2 separate regions of the Zea mays genome follow, and region 1 is linked to region 2. Evidence: chromatin contacts called from public Hi-C data. All regions are on one chromosome and are shown on one strand. Each heading gives the region's core, a stretch centred on a gene start, on an enhancer-like site or on the middle of the called end of the contact. The rest is flanking DNA. Distances are from core to core; before and after follow the strand shown.

Evidence for each region. A called contact is a pair of places that touch in the nucleus more often than the background predicts.
Region 1: a contact with region 2 is called in a Hi-C map of endosperm, with 2.1 times the contacts expected there. The contact joins the promoter of LOC103635733 here to the promoter of LOC100274190 in region 2. A contact is called at or near these places in 2 of 25 Hi-C or Micro-C datasets (endosperm and leaf).

Annotation. Positions count from the first base shown.
Region 1 is chr8:116,079,813-116,086,978 of Zm-B73-REFERENCE-NAM-5.0, reverse strand. It overlaps LOC103635733 (CBL-interacting protein kinase 14), which reads right to left and starts at 5,641. Exons shown (of 2, transcript XM_008658112.4): 1 at 5,426-5,641; 2 at 2,681-4,520. The coding sequence starts at 4,255. The coding sequence ends at 2,903.
Region 2 is chr8:115,905,664-115,911,884 of Zm-B73-REFERENCE-NAM-5.0, reverse strand. LOC100274190 reads left to right here and starts at 3,904. Exons shown (of 7, transcript NM_001357783.1): 1 at 3,904-4,657; 2 at 5,598-5,653. The coding sequence starts at 3,943.

The DNA of each region.
Region 1 (7,166 bases), core at 4,392-6,891, 170 kb before region 2:
TATGCTGTGTGCTTGGCTGCAAGATATGTCTTTTGGTGCTTCTAGGGTACTGACTGGTTATAGCTATGGTATGCGTGCAATCTTGCGAGGACCATACTCGTGATATGTATAGTATGCCATATAGTCTAGGCCTGAACAAACCAGACACATTGCTTCCCTTGGTACTTCTACTATTTCGCTTTGTCGTTCTGTGCTACTATCAGGTATCTATTTGCCGTTCCACTCCCTTTAACATGTAACCGTTATGTGGTCGCCAATCAGACACGTCTGTTTCAGGTTTTTCCTTAATTTCCATGGTGGGTGCATAAGGTAACAAATATCACTTCCCTATATATATAGATGTATTGCACATTATTGTTCATGGAAAATGTATTTGAGTATTAATTATTAACGATTGGTGATTCTTGGTATATTTTCATATGACATAGTGTTTCGTATCTACCTCCAAACTACCCAACCTAACGCAGATGCTAAATATGTAGCTATTGATAAATATATGAAAACTCCCTCAAATCTCCAATATGTAGCTATTTCTCATTTTATTGGCCATGCTTACTAAATAATACACTTCACTATTTATCATCCTTCAGGTTCTCATTACTTGTATTATTTGTCAAGTGTTCCTAGAAAGCTCTCAGAGGTCAGAGTTGTTCTTTGATTTGACAAGTGAAATTATGGATCCTTTCTTTACCATCTATTACTTAATAAAAAAGATTTTGTCATAATTCCAATTTGATATGCCTCATCATAGCCATGGTTAGTGTGGGGCGCACGAAGTGCGCCTCCTGATCTAGTTCTTTGAATATAGAGATAGCAATAGAAGACATTGGATGATGTGGTGGATTCATATAAGGGCTTGTTTGGAAGCAAAGGGATTTGAGGGGCTACAATCCTCTTCTATTCAAAATTGAATAGCAAGGTAATTGTAGCTCCTCCAATACCCTCCATTCCCCTTTTCCCCAACAAACCCTAAGTGGGTCGATCGACCCACCCAGTAGGTCTGTTACCTCTTAGAAGCCACCATTATTCTACTAGCATCGCCACAAGCAACACCCACTCTTAGATCAAAAGTGTGTTTTCTTTCAAGGGCTCGCAACTAAAACATGCAGGGAGACAATGTCGGAGTGGGCTAGGAATACATTGACGTCGGGGAGGACCAAGGAGAAGGCGAGGATCTGGATGACGGGAAGGTGACGTTGATGCCAAGCTCTACCAGGTGGGTGCCTTTGTCAATAGCCTCGACACCAAGATCTATCGTGTCAAGTCACCCACTATGTCGGCACTCGGGCTTGTAATCTTGACGCGAAGACTCATGGCCATGGCGCCAAGACATGTGACTTTGACGCTATGGGTCAGGACACCAAACACACAGTCAAAAGGAAATTTAAATCACATAGATATAAATATGAATATTTTTTGAAAAAAAATAAAAAATAAAAACAGAGAGAAGCAAAACTAAACAAGGACAAAAAACCCTCTAGAATTTGTTCGGATTCTATTTGGACAAAAGGAATAAATGACAAAACCAGCTGTTGGAATCTATATCACGTGCATAGAGCTTTTGGATCTAGCGTATGAATTTATTTACAAAACCAGCTGGGTAGAAACATGAGTCGAGTTTAGATATTGGTTCAATGGTGTTGGTGTGCAATATGGCGGCAGATGTTACATGGGGGTCACTATATTGAAGTAAATTTGCAACATTATTCATGTGTTGTGTAAAACTGGACGTGGGTGTACTTTGGCCATGAGATTCGGGTCCATGTTTGCAGGTTTTGTTGTTGGACTAAATCCTTGCTTAAATGTGAGACTTGAAATATAGAATAAAAGCAAAGTGGAGTACATGGAAATTTGTGATTGCTGGATTGTGTTGCAGGTACCGTTGTTTGGAAGAAGCGTCTTGATTCTCCATTTTGTTACCATCATGCTTGCAAGTTCTGTTTTTTGTGGTTTCATCATTATTATATGTCTGTATTTGTTGATGATATGGGACTTGTTGCTTGGTACGCTGGCCTATAACATCCAGTGATGTGTACAGATATGTTGGATGAATTTCTCATATATTCAACACATAGGAGTATAGAATTACAGCAAGATCATCAGAGTGTTGAGAATGAGGTAGAGAAGCTTTGGTCCACAGACACAGCACTGTGGCTGCAAGCAGAACTACAGTGTGAGTCTCGAGCGAACCGGCTAGCTGACAAAGGTACATAGAACCTGGAGAGAATGAAGTACCATCTGTTTCTCTTCTCCTGCTCGCACCGGTGATGATCAGCAGGAGCCAGCAGCTGAGTGGGAGGAGAGGAGGCAAAGCAACCAACTGGAGGTAGGAAGAGCCGATGATTAGCGGTGCAATCTGCAGCAACCCCTCGATTTCTGCCTGGTGCTAAATGGTTTGAGTGAAAATTGAAAGAAGAAGAAAACACTGCATTCAAAGACATTAGCAGTGAAAAAACAGAGAGATACCATGAAAGCATCTCAAGCTAGGTTATGTACCCTTCATCTGGTCTAACTTCTGAATTTTTTGTTGCAGTAAGATGCTCCCTACTCAGCCATGGTTTCAGTTTCAGTCAGCCTCTCCTCTTTGCACTAAAGATTTGTATGCATCACGCAGGGCTGCATAATGTTTGCAAGAGGATAACGTGGTTGCATCTGGTACACATCAAACTACTAATGGATCTCCTGGAAAGCTCGACCCTTTTTAAGGATCGACAACATTTTTTCATTATAAAATTGTAACAATCATTAGGTTGTAACACAATAACTCAGCTCCTTAACAATTATTGCTGAACAAAACACAACCTAATGGTTCATATCACCACCAATACAAAAAAGGAATGTAGCTGCTAAAAAAATAAGGAATGAAATGTACTAGAATAGAATCTACAGGAGACATCCGAAGCTACTTCTGCTTCTGTTGCAGATCATCTCCATGCCATGCCGAGACAACGTCCTTTAACCCTGGTCGGATGCCCTCTTCCAACAGTTTCTCGTACTCAAGTAGATTGCCACTGGTTTGTTTAATCTGAACGAGATGGCAGGATGGTGTGATCTCAAAGATCTGCGTGTCAAACTTAAGGACACCATTGCCCCCCTCCTTCCTCCCTTGAATGCTGATAGTGTTGTTGTCCTTCTTCCTTATCCTGAGATTCAGTGCTTTTGCGACGTCTTCAAGCTTTGCGATGATGGACAATGCAGGCTTATCTGAAGTGAACCTTGTCTCCTTCCTGCACTCCTTGATAAACAGACCAGACAGGTCCAATCCTGCTGATAACGCGATGATTTCAAAGGCATTGAGGTTTGTGGCAACCAAGGACTTCATATCTTCGTGAGCAATCTCCTTGCGCCTAGAAGGAAGCACTGGGGCAGCATTTGTGGTGGTGGCATTCTCGCTAAGAACTTTCTCGTTCACTGCACTGATCTCCCTAGGACCTTTTCGGAACCAGGTAGACTCTTTTATCTCCTGAATTGAAGGTCTCATGCTGGGGTTGGGGTTCAGGATCTTGTATAGCAACCTCTTGAGTTTGTGTGAAAACCAACTGGGGCACCTAAAATCTCTATCATGTATCTTCCGATAAATCTCCATCAAGTTTGGGCCCTGGAAAGGGAGGTAGCCAGCAGCGAGAACAAAGAGGACAACACCACAAGACCAGATGTCTGATTTTGCACCATCGTAGCCTGTCTTCTTGATCACCTCTGGAGCTATATACACCGGGGTCCCACAGACAGTATGGAGCAACCCATCTGTCCTCCTCGACTCTGAAAACGCGCTCAGTCCAAAGTCAGACACCTTGAGGTCCCCATTCTCATCCAGCAGCAGGTTCTCAGGCTTCAAGTCCCGATGGTACACGCCTCGGCTATGGCAGTGATCTAGTGCATCGATGAGCTGTTGGAAGTATTTGTGTGTGTCAGCCTCCGTGAGCCTGTCGCTCCTCTTAATCTTTTCAAAGAGCTCACCCCCTTTCGCATACTCCATGATGATGTAGATCTTATTTCGCGTCGCCATGACCTCATGGAGACGAACGATGTTTTTGTGTGTCACCAGCCGCATCGTCGTGATCTCACATTTTACCTGCTCTGAGAGCCCGGCCTTGAGCACCCTGTCCTTATCCATGATCTTGATAGCAACATCCTGGTTGGACTCAAGGTCCCTTCCATAGTGTACCTTCCCGAACGCGCCTTTCCCCAGCAGCTTCCCCAGCTCATACCGCTCCGTCAAAGTCTTCCCTCTGGTCTTCATATCTTTTATATCCATGAAAACTGTGTGATCACGCACAAGGCTAGCTTTCTGTTGTCAATCAGGTGGACTGCGCCTTATAGGTTGCTGGCGTCGGAGTCTGAAGGGCGTGGAGTAGATGCGGACAAGGTGACCGCCGCTCAAGTCAAGAGACGAGCAGGCCTGCAGATCTTGCGCAAGAGCCACTAGGCCCTTGGTGGTGTTGCAGCAGAAGTATCTTCTATGCAAGCACATCTTTCAGCATAGTTTTGTTGTCTTTCTTGTTATGGACTTGTGATCTGCACTGCACAAAGGAAAAGAAACAACATTAGACTCTGCAGCTGCATGACCACATGAAAAGGCTAACAATTTTTCTGTTGGCTACTGTAAGGACAGGACGCCAACAAAACCAGCCAGGTAAAGGCTTCACCAAAGAAAACTAAAAATGCTGACTGTGTGGTATGTATAACAACAATCCGGTACATAGTGGCAGGTAATGCAATAAGAATCGACAGCATCATTTATCAACAGCCCAAAGAACGACAACATCAACAGTGAATATATACAGAAGGCAGAAAGAAGGTAAAAGGCAGGATGTAGCAGGTCGAGAGGAATCTGATGGATGCACTTTCTTTCTGTGCAAAGCCATCATCAGCGGCTATTTTGGAATCCCCAGAATTACACGTCTGACATAATAAGGATCCAAGACGCAGCATGGCAATGGCAGGATGTTAAGAAATTAGAAATCCAAGACGAAGAAGAACGAGCCATAACCGAAGCGAAGCTTCGCATTTTAGAAACCTGACTAACGCCGCCAGGAATCATACACGAGGCTGCAGGAGTTTATACCGGGCTCTCCCCTCCGACTGAAAGCACTATCTGGCAACAAGAAGAAGCAATCGAAGGCACCGCAGAGGGTGCATTGCAGACCAAGGAAAAGCCGACATCGCCGTCGTCGCCTCTTTTTTTCTTCTACTAATCCTGACTGAACCTATGAACCACAACTAACAGCAGGAAGGCGCTAGTAGGTAGGTTGTTGATACGATCGCCGCCGAACAAGGTGGGTAGGTTGTTGGTACGATCGGCGACGTACGATGTCCTTACACAAAAGCGTGGGATCCGTAAAGAGATGTGGTAACGCGTGGTGGCGGCCGGCGTGCAAGCAGATTGATCAGGAAGACAGAGGATGGATTGGTTGGTTGCTGTTACCTTGCGACGGGGCGACGAGAACGCCGAAGCTTCGTTCCGTGGGGAGGGTCGGGCGCTGCACTTGTTCGGTGGGGCGTGGTCCGATCGCCTGAGTTTCGCTAAGCTTGGCTTGGCGTAGTTGAGAGGTGGGTGTGGGTGGCCGGCCGGCCGTGGGATACTGGGATGCGGCGACAACGAGGAGAGATTGGTTCACCTCAGGGTCAGGGCTAGGGCCTTTTATATGCCTTTGACGATAATGGCCGCATCGCTCATCTAGGTCCGCTTCGAATATTCGCCCCCGTGACAGCTAGCGTAGGAGCAGGATTAACAGCGCAAGTGCGCAACTACCTTATCCTCTCCGTACGTCGCTAAGCTGCTGATAACAGGCACTTGCCTCTCACCTATATGACTACATGTCCACGTGTGGACGATCTATCTTGCCATGGCCGTTCGGTGATCTTATCTGTAACCACACCCAAATTACACGTATCCGCTACATGGGTCTTAGTTAATTCTTACTATTTTCGTTTAAAACTATACATCGTCATGCATTTTTTTAAAAGAAAATCTTAGTGGTTATCTGGATTTTTTAAAAGAAATCTCAACTAAGGTGTGTCTGTGTTCCATAGTTCTCGTACACGCAAAACTACCATTGTGTGTAACAAGCCCTCTCTAATAACACCTCTATTTTCGAATATTTATCGTAGCCTAGCTTATTTTTACACTAAATCGCGACAAATAAAAAAGAACGAAGAAAGTGACATATATAGTAATACGGGTGGTATGGAGAAAAAGAGAAGAAGAGAGATTAATTATCATGATGTTCCAAACTCAATAATATAATAGAGACATACGATGCTAGTGGCATCGTGTCCACATCCATCATCGCCACTGCTTAACTCACTGAGAACCACCGACCATAGAGAATGGTGTTACCATCGTCTTACGAGTATATATAACGACACAGAGTGACAAACATGATGTCTCTCGATTGTAACAGATCTTTTATAACATCCATTCATTTATTAAAAAAACATACACTAATATTTATCGTCCACTAATTCATTTTTTTGCACTAAAACACGATAAATAAAAAGAACGGAGAGGGTACGTATCTATCTGCTGAAAATAAAATGAAATCTATCTTCAGTTTGGTTAAATTTACAGAAAATAAAGACATGCGTACAGGACTACAGGGAGATGTTTTCTTCCATCCGCTTATGATCACGTTTCCTTCACACGAATACAGCAGCGCAACGAATCTTGTCCGGAATGGCGGCACGGTTCATCCCATGATGCATGTGGTACATGTACATCTACTTTGCAGGACGTCCACGCCTCATCTAGCCGCTTCATTCATCTGTGATGCATGTATTGCATGCAGACACATAATGCAAAGATCAATCATGCAACAACATGTGGTCCTGCACTTGTGTTACCTGGCCAGTGTCGTCACCGTGTGGCTATCTGAAGCAATGCCAACTTGTAATGTGCAGCTCGTTCTGGTGAGCAATTCGACTGTTTGAGTAATGTGTTCTAGCTAGGTTTTGAATGGAGATCTAAGCTTTAAGAGATTCATATCTGCAGTGGTGGGTCTAGATTCAAAGTTTTCAGAAAATATTCGTATAGATTAATTTAGCTATACCCTATACATTGTTTGGATTATTATAATCGTTTTTAGAAAATATTTGTATAGATTAATTTAGCTACCCTATACATTGTTTGGATTATTATAATCTGACTGTTACCTAGAGATGCATGT
Region 2 (6,221 bases), core at 2,655-5,154:
TCCTTCGTATCTTTTTTCTTCTTAGGTTTAGGTGAATCATGCAGCACCTTACGCATTTGAGCAGGGGTCAGGTGTGTTGTTTTCACCCCCGCCTAAATTGGCTTGGACGTGGTCATCAGATGAAGAATTTGCATCCTCAACTCCAGGAACAAGGGTTGTTTCATTGGCGCAGACAATGGGTCCAAACATAACCTTAAGCTCGTCCTCATTCTCAAGGGGGGCTGTTTTGAACATAATACACCCTGGCATTGCCTGCAGTAACATGTTATTTCCTACTTTCAGATGTCCATTAGTATTGTTAATCTACGAAAACAAAAAATTAAGTCTACTTACTTCATTTTGCTTAGCCCACCACTCATCTGGTGCACTGATTGAACCACTATGAGGGTCTCGACCAAGACCTGTAGCCCTTTCATTAAGTGTTTTCCACTGGGTGAACATTCTCTTTAAGGAGTCCCACCTATTCTTCATTTGATCTCTGGTGTAAGTGCGACCAGTCCGTTCCTTAAACTTCCTTATGAGGTTAGCATGCCCTTCTGCATTTAGAAAATGTTGTGGCCTATTCCGTGCATTGACCTCTTCTACACAAATTTCTGTGTAAATTTTTGTTGCTCTACTATCCCACTTTGCAATCACTTTGCCAGACTTGTCCATCTAGTGCAAAACAAGTGTACAGTTTTGAAAATACGTAGTGCAGTCGATTTAAGAAGAAAACAAAATTAACACTGAAGGGACCATAATAACATTAGGTAGTAGCATAAGTAGTAACATTCGGTTTTCTATAATTACATATAGACTACCATAATTCAACTACCGATGAACACAAAAGGACAGGGAACACATAACATCACCGCATTACGCAAAAGCCTGATCCTATCCCTGTTTCCCTAAGACCTTACTACAGGTTAACCATGTTCTAACTTAAACCTCATTGTCACTAAACGAAGGCATCTGATCGGAGTCATATTCAAGACCCCAAAACTTTTCGAAGTGTTCGGCAAAGTCCCAGTCTGGACTAAGGTCGTCTTCACCAGGGGGTGGTGAGGACAAGTCTGAGGGTTCATAGTTGCTGTTGGCCTGGTTGTTAACGTTGTTGACCTTGTTCAAATACTCTTGCAACACCAGAGAGTCTTGCTCCATCATGCAAGCAATGTCCTTCAATGCTACACGAAGTTTGGTAGCGTCAAATGAGGTCAACCCGCGTCCAGGACGGATTGTTTCCCGAGCTACGAAAAATATCTTATCTGCAATCTCTTGCATCCTTCCAATTGCCTTGTCGGCTATGGAGTATGCTGAATCCATCTGATGTGGATTTAGATGGTTAGTGTACTAGACAGGGGGACAATCTACTAACTTCCATGTATTGACATGAATTGCGTGCTAACATAGACAAACTAGGGTTCAAGCTACTAACATACATGTACTAACAAAGAAAATATGAACTAAACCCATAACATACAGGTACTGACAAACAAACTATGAACTAAACCCTGAACAAATAATAGGGATACAACAGATCAATGGTATCCCTAGTAAACCATAAACAAAAATTGGTAAAACCGCATCTGTGCATCCTTCCAATAGCCTTGTCGGCTATGGAGTTTGCTGAATCCATCTCATGTGGATTTAGGTAGTTAGTATGACATGGGTACATTGTACCAGGAATCAGTTATGAATTCGCTCGGCTGGTAACAAACACATCATGGGATGAACTCGCAAAGGAACCGTAAACCGTGATACTAATAAGCAGTACAATAACCCTAGAACCCTAAATAGTTTAATCACCTTAATATTGCATATGCAAAACATTGCCATAACCAACAAGTTTAGGTTTACATCACTTTTCTTGCAGTGGATGTTTTCACCGACGACGAATACTGGATTTGTCTCCCAGATCTGAAATGCACATTTCAAACGTTAATCGTTAGTACAAATCGTATAATTCGTAGTCAATAGAGGGGGGATAAACCCTAAACACAGAGGGTGGATGAACCCTAGACAATAATCCCAAAATCCGACTGATCTTAGGGGGAGACCCCAAAACCCTAACAACACATTGCGACGGCTAGAAACAAGCCTATTCGCGGCTGAGATGGGAGCGACGGTGGAGGAGAGTTGGGGGGAGACCCCAAAACCCTAACAACACATTGCGACGGCTAGAAACAAGCCTGTTCGCGGCTTAGATTGGGGGACTTACGAATCTATAAGCACAAAGGCCGAATCGAATCGGGCACGAAGGTGGACGAGAAGAGATGGTTGGGATGGAGGAGCACAAATCGGGACGTGGAATGGAGAAGAACATACCGCGGTGGTGGCCGGAGGTGATGGTTCCGTCATTCGCTCGCGCGGGTACGGGATCCTGGCGGCAGGAGATGGCGACGGCGAAACCCTAGCGCAGAGAGCGTTTGCGTTTGCGGTGCGTGCGGGAGTGCGGGGGTACAGCGCGTGTCGGGGCGAAGCGACTTGTTTGCCGCTTCTTGGCGGCCGTAGGGACAGCCGCGTCGGCCCGAAGCGCTTGCGGGAGAAGCCCCCCAGAAGTTTTGCGTTTGGTTCAACTTCTGGCTTCTGGCGGGCAGAAGCTCCCCAGAAGCTGAATCAAACAGGGGCTAAATTGACTCTATCACTAGTTAAAATTGGCTAGTAACTCTCGCTAGCCAAACTAACTTGCATGTTAGGGAGTTTTTGGAATAAGATGTTATTTATAGAGTTAGAGAGTTTTTGAATTAGAGCAACTCCAAAAGACTAGGTATAAATCCTAGCTAAATTTGAAGTATTGAGAGCTGTAAAAAATAGATAAGTTCATAATATGTGAGTGTATCCAACAAACTCTTCAAATATAGATGATGACTTATAAAACTCTCAACTAGCCAACTCATACGGTTCTTTTTTTTGCGCATGAATTTTCATCTGCTGTAGCCGACGGACATGGCGCATGACCGTTCTGAATCGGTCTGACACCCAGACACAACATTTGGTGCCAATTTCAAGCACATAATACAGACACAAAGTTGTTCAGTCCACTTCAACAAACTAGAAAAGAATGTGGATTATGTTTTCATTCCACTTCAACAAACTAGACAATCTGTGTTCAAGAAGCCATAACAACACATCTGTCACAGTTGGATTAAACTAAATGGGAGCTGGGCCAACTGAACAGTTCAAACATCGGATTCATATTCCCTAGTATCATTGACAATCCCATTTTTGAACCAGTTCAACTGGAATGTGATGTCACTATGGTGAAGCTATAGGGACGAAACAAGCAAGAAGCAACGGTAATGGAAAGGTGGGTTCGTCAGGGGAGAGCTCACTCATCACTGCGAGACGACAAACTTGCCCGGGGAGCCATGGGAACCAAAGCGAGAGAGTGCGGGAGGAAGCAGGAGGGCAGGAGAGCGCGTCGGCTGGGAGATGGCGAATCCTAAGAGCTAGCCAAAAATGACCAGCGACGGGGAGACGATGGCGAGCCAGATGCGATGGCGAAGTTGATGAAGAGACTGTTGGAAGCTTTTTGCACGGAGTTTTTCTTTTTTTTATAGAGCACGGGCTGTTTAGCTAGTCTGTTGGAGCTGCTATTAGATGTTATTTATAGAGTTTAATATTTACACAGAGACAAATAAAGAGTCGAGTCAAAAATAAAGTCTGTGAGTGATGTTCTAAGTGCGGCCAATGACTACAAATGTTATTTATAGAGTTTAATATTTACATTTTCTAGTTTCTTCTGTGTGTCACCCTTGACCACCTGCGCCGTGTCTCTTCTGTGTGCCACTGCTGCCCTCACCCCTGGATGAGAAATGAAGGCACCAGATTTAAAGTGCTCATATGAGCACAAGAGCTCCATGAGCACATAATACGTTCCCTTTGCTAAAAGCAACCACAAGCGAAAAAAAAACAAATTTCCCTGCTCTTTCCGTCGCCTCCGCCGTCGCCGTAAGACTGTCGATGGCCGCAGCCACCGCCACCGTCACCTTCTCGCCATCTCCCCCATCCTTCCTCAACTCCCATATCCCTCGTGGCCACCGACCTGCCTCCACCACGACGATAGCTTTTGCACGCCGTTTTCGCGGTGTAAAACCTAGTCCCGATCGCTCCCGAGGCAAGGTCGACCAGGTCGCCCACCCCGACGATGGATTCGGCGCACTCGAAGCGGAGCTCTGGCGCCTGCGCCGCCTCGTGGAGCTAAAGATCCACCGCCTCGGCACCGAGGCCGACGCCGCCTACCGCGACCTACGCTCGGCGGTGCGCGAGGTCAGCGGAGACCGCGTCGTCCTAACCTTCCGCCGCTCGTCGCTGCGCTACCTCACCGGAGCACTCCTCTTCTTGCTCGCCTGCGCCATCGCGGCGCGATTGCTGCTGGGGATGGTCTTACGGGCGTGGCAGCGGCGGGGTTTGAGGAGGGGATTGTGGGGTGAAGGCGGCAGGGCGGTTGTGCGAAGGAGGGACCGCAGCTTGGGAGGGAAGGAGGTGGTGGTTGCTGTGTCGTCGCCGCCTAAGGAGGCAGCTCGGACCAGTCGTGTCGCAGAGCCAGCAAAGGAGGTCTGGAGGGGGTACTCACAAGCTAAGTTGCCAGACTGGTGGCCCAATGTTGGAGCGACGGTGATGGAACCTGGGCCAGAGATGGAGAAGTGGGCAAGAATGGCAAACAGATTGGTCCGAGGTGAATGCCTGTAAATTTCAATTCTAGGTTGCTGGCGTAATTCTGAATGTGTTGCCCAAATGCACCAGTCTGGTACATCTTTTATTTTTTAACCTTTCACTGTTTTTTGGGTATAAAATTATTTGCAAATTGGGTTTGTATTTCAAAAGCCCAATAATTTGAGCTCGTATGCATGCTGATGCTGTTATTGATAGTATATAAATGGGGGTTCTCAGTGTGGTAACATTGGTTCTGTTTGCTCTCATTCAAGTTCGAATAGCATCAACATAATGCCACTACAACATTATATTATTATATAAAACTAGGAGATTTTAAATGGTACAGAGGTTAGTTTTGTTTATATACTTCGCAGAATTTGCTCTTGAAAATGTCTTTTCCTTTGAAGTTCTAATAGATTTAGTATTTCCGGGAATTAACAGAAATGTGACATTTGGAGGATGATTTCCTTGTAACACATTTTATTTGTTCCTACAACTTGCATTTGTCATTCTTTAATAGCAACTTAAAACTAGCTGATATTATATTCTTCGAAATTTGAATGATAACTTTGCTCTTGTCATGATTATTCCCTTGAAATTGTAATTGTTCTTACAGTTTTGCTAGAAATATAACAATGACTAAAATTTGGCACGTGAATAAAATTGCATACGAATCTTGTTATCTCTATCAGTGTACTATATACATAGTTCAAATGTTAAACAAAAAAGGAGAAACCTTCTTGTACTGTATTCGAAGTCAAGTTACCCACTTCATACTTGCAGTGCGGGATGTTACTATTGTTCTCCATATATGTTAATATACTCAATCGGCGAACCAAAATTATAGGTACATATAACATATTTACCCTTTTCCTTTGGGAAGTAAAGTAGATTGTCCTTTATCATTGCGTAGAATTACATGTTGCTATTACTGAAATTTGTAAACCTTTTTTTTGTGTCAGCAATAATTGATAGTAGAGTCATGGGGAGGGATTACAGATATGATGATGCAATTCAAGTTAGTACCTTTTCCTTCTTAACATTGGTGCTATGATTTTTCATATGTTTGAATGATTTCTATCAACGTTTGGGGACTCAGCTATTGCCAAGACGTGCTCAAGGATCCTGTCTCAGGAGACTGACTTCAGGGGGGATCCTACTCTCGGGGCCCCATGGCTTGGGGACCTCCTTTGGCCTTGACTCTGAGTCGGTTTATATGGGGGTCTCCTCTAAATTAAGTCTTTAGGACCGCATCCCGTGACATGCAAACATAAGCCCCTGGGCCCCCTCGCGCTCGAGGCACCTGACGGTGTAGGTCCTTGGGGCCCCACGTCTAATGGTGTAGCCTCTCAGGGCCCCTCGCGCCTCGGGACACCTGGTGGTGTAGGCTGTCGGGGCCCTTGTGCCTCGGGATAGTGTATAGGATGCTCAGTGCAAGACCAGCCCTCGAACACATGCTAAGCTACTCAGGTCCCTGAAGTTCTTGAGCCCGTATTCTAATAGTCGGGGCCCATGCCATTCAAGGCTCAGGGACCCCCTGGAGGAGTCGAGGACTCAGGTTGGCTAAACCCAATCCTGTCTTGGGG